Linked DNA regions of Strix aluco: region 1 is linked to region 2. A link is a contact called in public Hi-C data. All regions are on one chromosome and are shown on one strand. The core of a region is the stretch at or near the end of the contact, and the rest is flanking DNA. Distances in the headings are between cores, read along the strand shown.

Region 1 (4,302 bases), core at 1,089-3,588, 150 kb after region 2:
CAGTAAGGAAAAAACTACAGGTGCTCTAAGACTCAAAGAGCATAAGCAGCTCTGTTGGGCTTGGCACACAACCCAACTGATCCACTGTGCTCAAAACTAGACAAGCATAATACTCCTCTATACTTCAAAAAGCAGAATCTAAGTTTGAGGGGAGGTACTTCACCTCCTGTACCTCCCCATTCCCTGTATTTATAACTGTACTACCTAAATCCTTTTTTTTATTCCATATACATGTTTGATACTCATGAGGAAATTCATCACGAAATACTTAATGCTGACATGAAATATTTAGCTTAGTGCTTACTTTTTCAGTTCTCCATTCACACTGAAGAGCAAGTGAGGTGTGGTGAGGTACACTGGAGGAAAAAAAAAAAATCTTCTATTGTCCCAAAGTCAAGGCATTGCCAAACAAGCTTCCACATCTGACCCACCCATGCTAATCCTTCAGCCTCCTGTGATCACTACCTTATCCTCATCAGTTCACTCAGATGACTAAAAGGCTGTAAACGAGCATCTAAAGAATTCAGCTCCTATCTTCTCATTATCTCAAATTCTTCTCCCTTCACTACCCCCAAGCCCCATACTCTGGCAGGAGAGGGTGGCTATCTGTACTCCAAGAAGGGGTCTCTATTTGCACCACAAAGTCTTCCCCTGAGATTGTAGGATGAAGTTATGTAGAAACACCCAGCTACTAGTCACAGGTACAAAGCCCTGATTGTCACTAGTTACGCTAGTAAAATAAACTTGCCTCAGCTGCAGGAATCTAACACATTTTACATGCCAGAAAGTGACAAAGCTAATGCACTGAATTATGTTTGTAACTGCTAATTAAGCAGGGAAAGACTACTACAGTCCCAGAAAACAGTACACGTGGTACCACTTAAAAACTACACAGACTGATCAGAAGGCAAACAACAGCAATTCTTTATTTAAGGCATAACTATATTAAACAAGCTATACAAGAATTCCCACTATAACACCAGTTCAATGCTACTGAAGTTGCCAGTCCTAAAAAGCAAGTCTAATAGCACTGTAAGTCACAGTGCTTGTAAAGCTGGATACAACTGCTCAGTGCCCCTTGTGAGTGACATCTTTCAGGCTCAGTGAAACTGAACTACTGTCAACAATGATAATGGTATTTACTACCAAAGAAAAGTTAAAAGAGTTTCAAAGGGTGTCATAATCTCCAAAATTATGGCAGATAACCGTTCTCAACTGCTGCTTTACTGAGGAAATATTTGTGCTAGCTGCTGAAGCAGTTTCCTTTGCTGCCAAAGCCACATTTCAGAAACTTGATATTGTGTCGCGTGATGTGGCTTTCAAGGCAAGAAAGCTAAAGCAAGGTAGTCATCAGTGAACAAGCAAGAAACACTTCCTCATAAAACAGTCTTACTGCACTAACAAACCTCATCAAGGCACCAAAATCTATTCCAGCAACATTTCAGATTTCACTCAAGATACAGCAGGGTGAAAGCCAGTAGTGAAGGGAGCATTACACGCGCTATAGGAAAGAGCTACTTATAGAATCATAAATTGATTTGGGCTGGAAGGGACCTTAAGAATCATCTAGTTCTGACCCCCAGCCTCCTACTTCCTAGCAATGACATCAGTAGTTCCTGTGCTTCCATGCCTCGTGAGAGGTAAAGGCGTATTTCCCGGTTCTCCCCGGAGCGCTGTCCCTCCATCCCGAGCAGATGCTCAGAGGAGCGTTCCCGGCCGCCGCACGGTTCTCCCCGCCAAGCACAGCCGCTGCCGCTTTCCCTCCGTCCTTCCCCTCGTACCCCCGGCAGCTGTCGGGGGCCCCCGGCCGCCGCAAGGGCCCGGTGCAAGGAGGGAAAGGGATGACCTCCCCAAAGGACCCGCCGCAGTGCAGCGGCCGGGGACCCCTGCGGGCGGACCCGTCCCGTCCCGTCCCACCACCGGCCGGGCGGCGGCCCAGCCCCAGGCCAGGCACCAGCTGGGTGCCGCGCCGCCGCCCCCGGCAGGCCCAGGACCCCCCGGGTCAGAGTCACCGCCCCGGAATAGCAACAGCGGGCGGGAGCCCGCGGGCGGGTTTCCAGTTACAGCCGGCGCGCAGGTGCCGCGTCCAGCGCCGGCGGCCCCGGGGCCGCCCCAGGCCGCGGCGACCCCTCCCCGCCACCGGGCACCACAGGCCGCGGCCGCCCCGCCCCCCTCCTTACCGAGCAGGGCGGCCACCGCGAGCAGCCGCCACGCGCCCTGGGCGCGAGCCATGGCGGGGGACAGGGCGAGGCGGCACTGGCAGGAGCGCGGAGAAGGGGCGAGGGCGGTGGCGGGGGGCGGCGGCGGCGGCGCACCGCGCTCGGGAGAGTGGCGACGGCCCCGGCCGGTCATATGACTTATGACGTCACCGGCCCCGCCCGGGCACCATCACGTGACCCACACGCTCGGCGCAGCCGGCGCCCCCGGCGAGGGAGGTGGGAAGGATCTCGCGAGAGGAGGGGGCGGGGCTCCCCCGCGCTCCGCCGGTGGCCCCTGAGGCGGGCGGGGCGGCCTGGGGGTGCGGATGATCAGGGGCTGGAGCAGGTCACCTATGGGGCAGGCTGGGAGCGGCAGGGTTGTTCAGCCTGGGGAAGAGAAGGCTCCAAGGAGACCTTCTAGTGGCCTTCCAGTGCTTAAAGGGGGCCTACAGGAAAGATGGGGAGGGACTCTTTATCAGGGAGTGTAGTGATAGGATGAGGAGTAACGGTTTTAAACTGAAAGAGGGTAGATTTAGATTAGATAGAAGGCAGAAATTCTTTACTGTGAGGGTGGTGAGACACTGGAACAGGTTGCCCAGAGAAGCTGTGGCTGCCCCCTCCCTGGCAGTGTTCAAGGCCAGGTTGGACGGGGCTTTGAGCAACCTGGTCTAGTGGAAGGTGTCCCTGCTCATGGCAGGGGGGTTGGAACTACATGGTCTTTAAGGTCTCTTCCAACCCAAACCATTCTGTGACTCTGAAATGCGCATGCAGGTGTAAATGCATGTACGTGCACAGATAAATGTGTGAAAACATACGTGAATGCAGGTGGGTGGTTCTGACACATGCAAACATGGAGCAGGCCCGTTCCTTGGTACAGGTGTGAGTATCGCATGTTGTGTCCCTCACACGTGCGAACTGCACACAGCCGTGGGGTGGTGGGTGTGTACATTCCCCCCTGCAGGGGCAGATGCACACTTTGTGTGATAGCATGCAGAGGTACACACAGGTACAATGCACCATCATCACAAGCTGCTGTGGTTCAGCTCCAGGCTCCTCTTGCCACCAGCCCTAACCTGTGGGCTTTTCAGACCCTGTTCTGCCATGGGCTGAAGACAGCCATGGCTTGGTCCTGGGGCACTGCCGCTCTGGCACGGGCCACCTGCCTAGCACTCACCTGCAGCATGGATGTTTGGCAATGGGCATTTGGAGGTTTGGGGTCTTTCTGCAAACTGCCATATGGCTTAGCCCTGTAACTCAGGTCAGATGAGAGCTGTGAGGAACATCAGGGCCCGGGACAGCTTTACCAGCTCTAGGCTTTTAACTGTGGTTCCCAGTGGGGAATGCAGCACAGGTGCCCCTTTATTAAAGGAGAGGTGATAGTGGAGGGTGAGAAGTGGCTTTGGTAAGCAATTAACCCATCTAATTTATGTATTACCTCCAGATGTTTCTTGCCACTGAGTTTAAAGGCAGCCTAAGGTGAGTACAAGCATCTCTGATAGAACTAATTCAGTCCCAGCTGTGTAAAAGCACTGGAAGTTAACAGTCTAGTATCTCTGAAGTGATGCATGTATGTATACCTGTGTATACATATCATCCACATGTGTTCTAAGCCAAACCAGGGACTGCTAATGACTTGTGGTTGCATGGATAAAATTAACTTCACTTTCACATAGTTTGTGATGATGTCTGATGTTTTTATAAACAAGAATTTTAAGAAATCCCTTTTTTTTGAGAAAATAGAAAAAAATAGATGAAGTTAATCTATCAACATTCTCAGATGTTAGCATAGTAACGGAAATAGGGAGCCTAGGCCATTTGATCACTTTGTAATTCAATGCTCTTTCTTATCTAAGCTGTTAAGGATATGCTTTCTTCATCTGAAACCTCAGAAGTACTTGTTTTGCTACTGAAATCCTATTTCTGGTGCAATTGGAAAGTGTGCCAATAGCAGGGTGCTTTTGTTTTCTCAAAATGACTGCCATGTCATCCCTCTCCTCATTACAGCGTACTCCAGATTAATCAGCTCTGAGACAGAATCATTTATGCTCCCAAGCTGCCTTCATACATTTTTACTTAGAACCAGTTTGAAATGCAATTTAGCTAC
Region 2 (4,674 bases), core at 34-2,533:
TGTTTCATTAACAGTGGCTTTTACTTGACTAGCAAAAACCACTTAGAAGAGTGGCACCTGGGGCTGTGCTCAAAAGCTCTTAAGGGAATACTGACCTCACATATAAAAATATACGATATGCTTCAGAGTGCAAATGATGAGAAACAAACACAAAAAGCACTCCTCTCCATGCACCAGGAAGTATCAAATTTGAGGGAACTCCTGTCGTTTGGAGTCCTTTCTAAGCACAGCTTGTTTTCTGATGGATTACTGCCCCTCTTCCCGATCTTTCCTTCCTGAACACGACACTGTAGTACCGGATTTCACCAAGCTGCTCTCAGACCCTGCCTCCATGCAAGCCCCGATCCCCTCTTCCAAAACGCCTGCGGGTCCTCCTGCTGGCTTGCCACCACCCCCCCAGTTTTCTCAGCCCAAGCTCCCCCTCAGGACCCGCAGGGCCGCCGAGCCAGGGGGGCCTCGGTCCCGTCCCGCACCCACCTGAGGGCGATGGCCGCCGAAGGGCAGCTCCCAGCGCCACCGCCTCTCTTCGCGGCTTCCGGGCGGCGCCTGCCGGTCCCTCTCCCTGGGGAAGGCCGGTTTGGGGGAAAAAAGGGGAGAACGGAGAGATCTGGAGAGCTCGGCTGCGACCAGCCCCCTTCCCGCCCCCTCATGGCGGCGGAGGGCGGGAGGCGGCCGCCCCGCACCCCCCACCCCCCCTCACCCCGGCGCTCCCGGTAGCGGCACTCAACTTTCCGGCCCCGCGGCAGTAGGGACAAACCCACCGCCGGCTTCTCGCAGCCCCCACCTGCCCGGCAACCGCCCAGCACCCACCTCAGGGCGGCAGCTGCCCCGGCCACCGAGGCGGGGGGAGACGGAGGCGGCCGCCGGACTCGGACGCCGCTTCTCCCCCTCGCCACACTCACCTGAGGGATGAAGCCGGCAGCGGCCAGGGGAGCGCGGGAAGGTCGGGATGGCAACGCGGCGGGCAAGGAGGTGGGGGGGTGGCCGCTGACGGGAAGGGCCGAGGAGCCCCGGCCTTAGCAGCGGCCTCGCCCGCCCCCGCAGCGGCCGCCCCTCTCACCCTGCGCCGGTTACCGAGCGCCGGTGCGGCACCTTTAAGCGCAGAGTCAGACGGGATCTGTAGTCCGAGCGCCGCCTCGCGGCGCCTCACGGGAAGCGCGATAACGGGCTGTCCCCCTCACACGGACGGACACACGGACACACCGCCCAGTCCCTCATGCCGGCCCGGCCCGGCCCTGCACGGCGGGAGGCGCGGTGGCCGCTCCGCGGGGGGCGCGCGCCCCTGAATCCCGCGCTCCGCCTCCGCGCCCGGTGCCCCCGCGCGGCCGGCGATAGGCGGCGAGGGCGGGACGGCGCGCGCCTGCGCGGGGGGCGGCGCCGGGCGGTGAAGTTGGTCAAAGCGCCGGTGATAAAATGGTAGGTTGTGGGAGCAGGGGGGAGGGGGGAGGCAGAGAAATGGGGAGCGGGGGAACCCCAAACAGCCCCTAGCCACCCGGGCCAGCGAGCCGAGCGCCCCCGCGCCCCGCGGCGTCCCGCCACTCCCCTCCCTCCGCGCCAGGTCCCGCTCCCCTGTCCGGGCGGGGGGGGACGGGGATGGCGCCAGGCGAGTGGCGGGGGCGAAGGGGGGGGACGGACATGTACCGTGCAGAGTCGCCCTCCCGCCGCCCTCCTCCTCCTCCGCCGGGGCCGGGAGCGGGGAAGGTCACCAGGGGCGGGGGGGGGGAGGGGGCCGGGCGCCGCCGCCGCCACCGCCGCGGGTATTTCGAGCGTCGGCCGCCGGCGCGTACCTTTCCCTTTTTTGGGCTTGGGGCTGGCGGGGCAGGTTGCCGGATCCCGGTGCCCCTCGGTCCCGCCTTCCGGCACCGGGCGGGGCCCCCCCGCCCGCCGCCTCCTCACCCCGGGCGGCGGCAGGTGCAACGGCGGGTGCTGGCCGGGCCGCGCAGCCGGAGGCGGCGGGGAAGGTGCAGGACAAATCCCCTTCCCGGGGCGGGGGGTGCGGGAAGGGCGCGCAGGGATGGCCGGGACAGGGCTCCCCCGGTGCCTCTGCCGCAGCCCGCGCTGTTTCGGTCTTCGGCCCTCCGTGGGGATTTGCGGTGCGGTGTCATCACCGCGTTGAGAGGGGTCCCCGGAGGGTGACTTAATTATGGCTGGGTGCGAAGGACACCTCCTTCTTCGGGCTCCCTTAGCGCGAAGGGAAACGCGACTGCCAGACCTTCCCCCTGCCCTGTGTTTGCTGCTGTTAGAGAACAGAAAACCTTCTGCATATGGGAACAATAAGCAGAAATATAAATTTATTACTGCCAGAATATGTGCTGCTAAAAATGTCTACGTAGATGCTGTCACTTCAGTTTTCAGTCTATAGGTACCGCAGGGCGTCAGGCACAAACGTAGGGTAGAAGCTATACAACGTGGCAGAGTAGTAGATCGGATGGTCGGATGTGTTTCTTACCTCTGGTTTCTTCAAATAGTTCCATTTTGAACCTATAAAATATCCCTAAATGCCTGGCATTAAGTTGATTTATGAGAGGACATGGAGTTTACTTTGGAATTGTTGTCAGAGACCTCTGTTTTGAAGTGATCATCACTAAGCTTGTTGCTCAAAGTTTATGTAACTGAGGGAGATCTTAGTGCAGAGAGACTCATAATTGGACCTTAATGAAAACTGGGCGGGGGGTGGGGGTTACACAGAGCTTGCAGTTAAAGGATTATTGAGTACTTTCTTACCAAAATATGTTGTAGTTATTTTTGCAGCTCTTTTCCCACTTTACATGTTTCTTCATGTATAAAAAGACACTGTACATCTTTGTTCTTATATAAAATTGAAAAATCTTGTAGGAAAGACCGAAGTCCTTATCTTGTTTACATGATGTGTTTCTTGTCTCAGGACCATCTGTAGTCAAGATGTCACTATCCATATGTGTACAAGAGATAACAAGTAAACTGAAAGATGGTCCTGTGTTTACTGCTTACTGCTCACTGCATCAGGGTTCACTTTTTCCCCCTGATATTTAAGAGACCAGTAAATTTTCTATTATACCTGATGATTGAAGCAGTAGTGAGGAACTTAGACAAATTTCTCAGCTTAATTGTTGGCCCAGAACATGTATTAAGTATGCTTAAACAAAATTGGGAAGTATCAGAATATAATAAAAATGAAAGTTTATAATAAAAACAAGAGTTTGATTTGTAAAGAATAATGTTGAGCTATGTTAATAGCAAATTTGCTCCCTATAAAATCCCTGTTCCCACCTCTTGAGTCTTCCAGAAGTTTAGGGATGTCATGTCAATATGGTTGCTGCAGTTAGCTGCCATTAGGAGAAACATCTTATTGGTTCCTGTATACTGCTATAATAGGCAGTTTTATCATTTAACATATTAATAGTATAAATATATTTTTCAGAGTTAAAGTTTTAGATCACATTTACAGCAACTTTATAGTCTCATTGTAACGTTCAACAAACCTCTGACATGTCCACTTTATCTATTTTCTTTTTGTCTTATGTCTTCTGTTGGCAATGGTCTCTAACATAAAAATGTGAGAAATGCTTCTGCCTTTTTCAGCTGGTCACTTAAAATGTTTAAACTTCGCATTGTTCATTGTTGCTAGGAAAATATTAGGAAAACTGTTGAGCAGTTTTTCTCTGTGTATGAAGGACGTGTACAGAATCTGAGAATCTACAAGTTGTGCCTTTGTAATTTCTTGTTTGTATATAACCACTAGGCGTATTTTTCAGAAGATAACCCTATTGTTATATGATGAAACTTATGTTTGCTGCTGTTTGCTGCAGAAAGAAAACTTTCTGCATATGTGAGCAATAAAGCAGAAATACAAATTTATTACTGCCAGAATATGTGCTGCTAAAAATGTGTATATATAGATGCTGTCATTTCAGTTTTCAGAAGAAAATGCTGTCTTTTTAACTGCAGAAGAACAAGGCTTTGTCTTCCTGTAATTCTGAAGTGAAAGTTGTCATCAACAAGAAAACTAAAACCTTGTAAAAATAGGCGTTAGTAGTAGAATGCTGAAACAAACTTCTGGATTAGCTTCATTGGCTTTCCTGCTTCTTTTGCATCCCAAAGCATAAGCTTAAATCGTCTCAGAAGGACAAGGTCCGCCAGTTTATGGCATTTACCCAAGCTGGTGAAAGGACTGCTATATACTGCTTAATGCAGAATGAATGGAAACTAGAAGTGGCAACAGACAACTACTTCCAGAATCCAGACTTGTACTACAAAGAATCCATGAAAAATTCAGTAGACAGGAAGAAATTAGAACAATTGTATAATCGATACAAAGGTAAGGTGCTTTTTTTGTGGGGGTGGGTTTTTGGTTTTTTCTAATTATTTTGTTTGGGTGGTATTTCTGCTTTTCCCTCTGCCATTCTTAAGGACTTCTAAGGAAAGGTTGCTAGCTTTTGCTTCTTGTTCTGTGTTTGCAGTAGTGAGATAAGAATGAAAAAGGTTTTAAATGCTCTTAATGTTCAGTACACAACTTCTTTAGATATTCCTGTAGCATTTAAAGTAAATTCACGATAGGAAATTAAACCTATCAGGAGGAAATAATGTCAGCTGCATATGGTGTAAATATGGAATATATGGAGTAAAGCTTATTATGCAACTTTTTTGATTTATTGCCAGTGGCTGCTATTAAATACATGCACAATGTACTTTGTG

Evidence for each region. Hi-C and Micro-C count contacts between places; a contact is called where the count stands out from the background.
Region 1: a contact with region 2 is called in a Hi-C map of brain, with 2.1 times the contacts expected there. The contact joins the promoter of LAMP1 here to the promoter of DCUN1D2 in region 2. A contact is called at or near these places in 2 of 2 Hi-C or Micro-C datasets (brain and heart).

The regions. Positions count from the first base shown.
Region 1 is chr2:70,988,884-70,993,185 of bStrAlu1.hap1, forward strand. LAMP1 (lysosomal associated membrane protein 1) reads right to left here and starts at 2,339. Exons shown (of 9, transcript XM_074815237.1): 1 at 2,181-2,339. The coding sequence starts at 2,232.
Region 2 is chr2:70,840,033-70,844,706 of bStrAlu1.hap1, forward strand. It overlaps DCUN1D2 (defective in cullin neddylation 1 domain containing 2), which reads left to right and starts at 1,284. Exons shown (of 7, transcript XM_074815228.1): 1 at 1,284-1,416; 2 at 4,081-4,297. The coding sequence starts at 1,414. TMCO3 (transmembrane and coiled-coil domains 3) reads right to left here and starts at 1,228. Exons shown (of 14, transcript XR_012621994.1): 1 at 903-1,228; 2 at 478-562.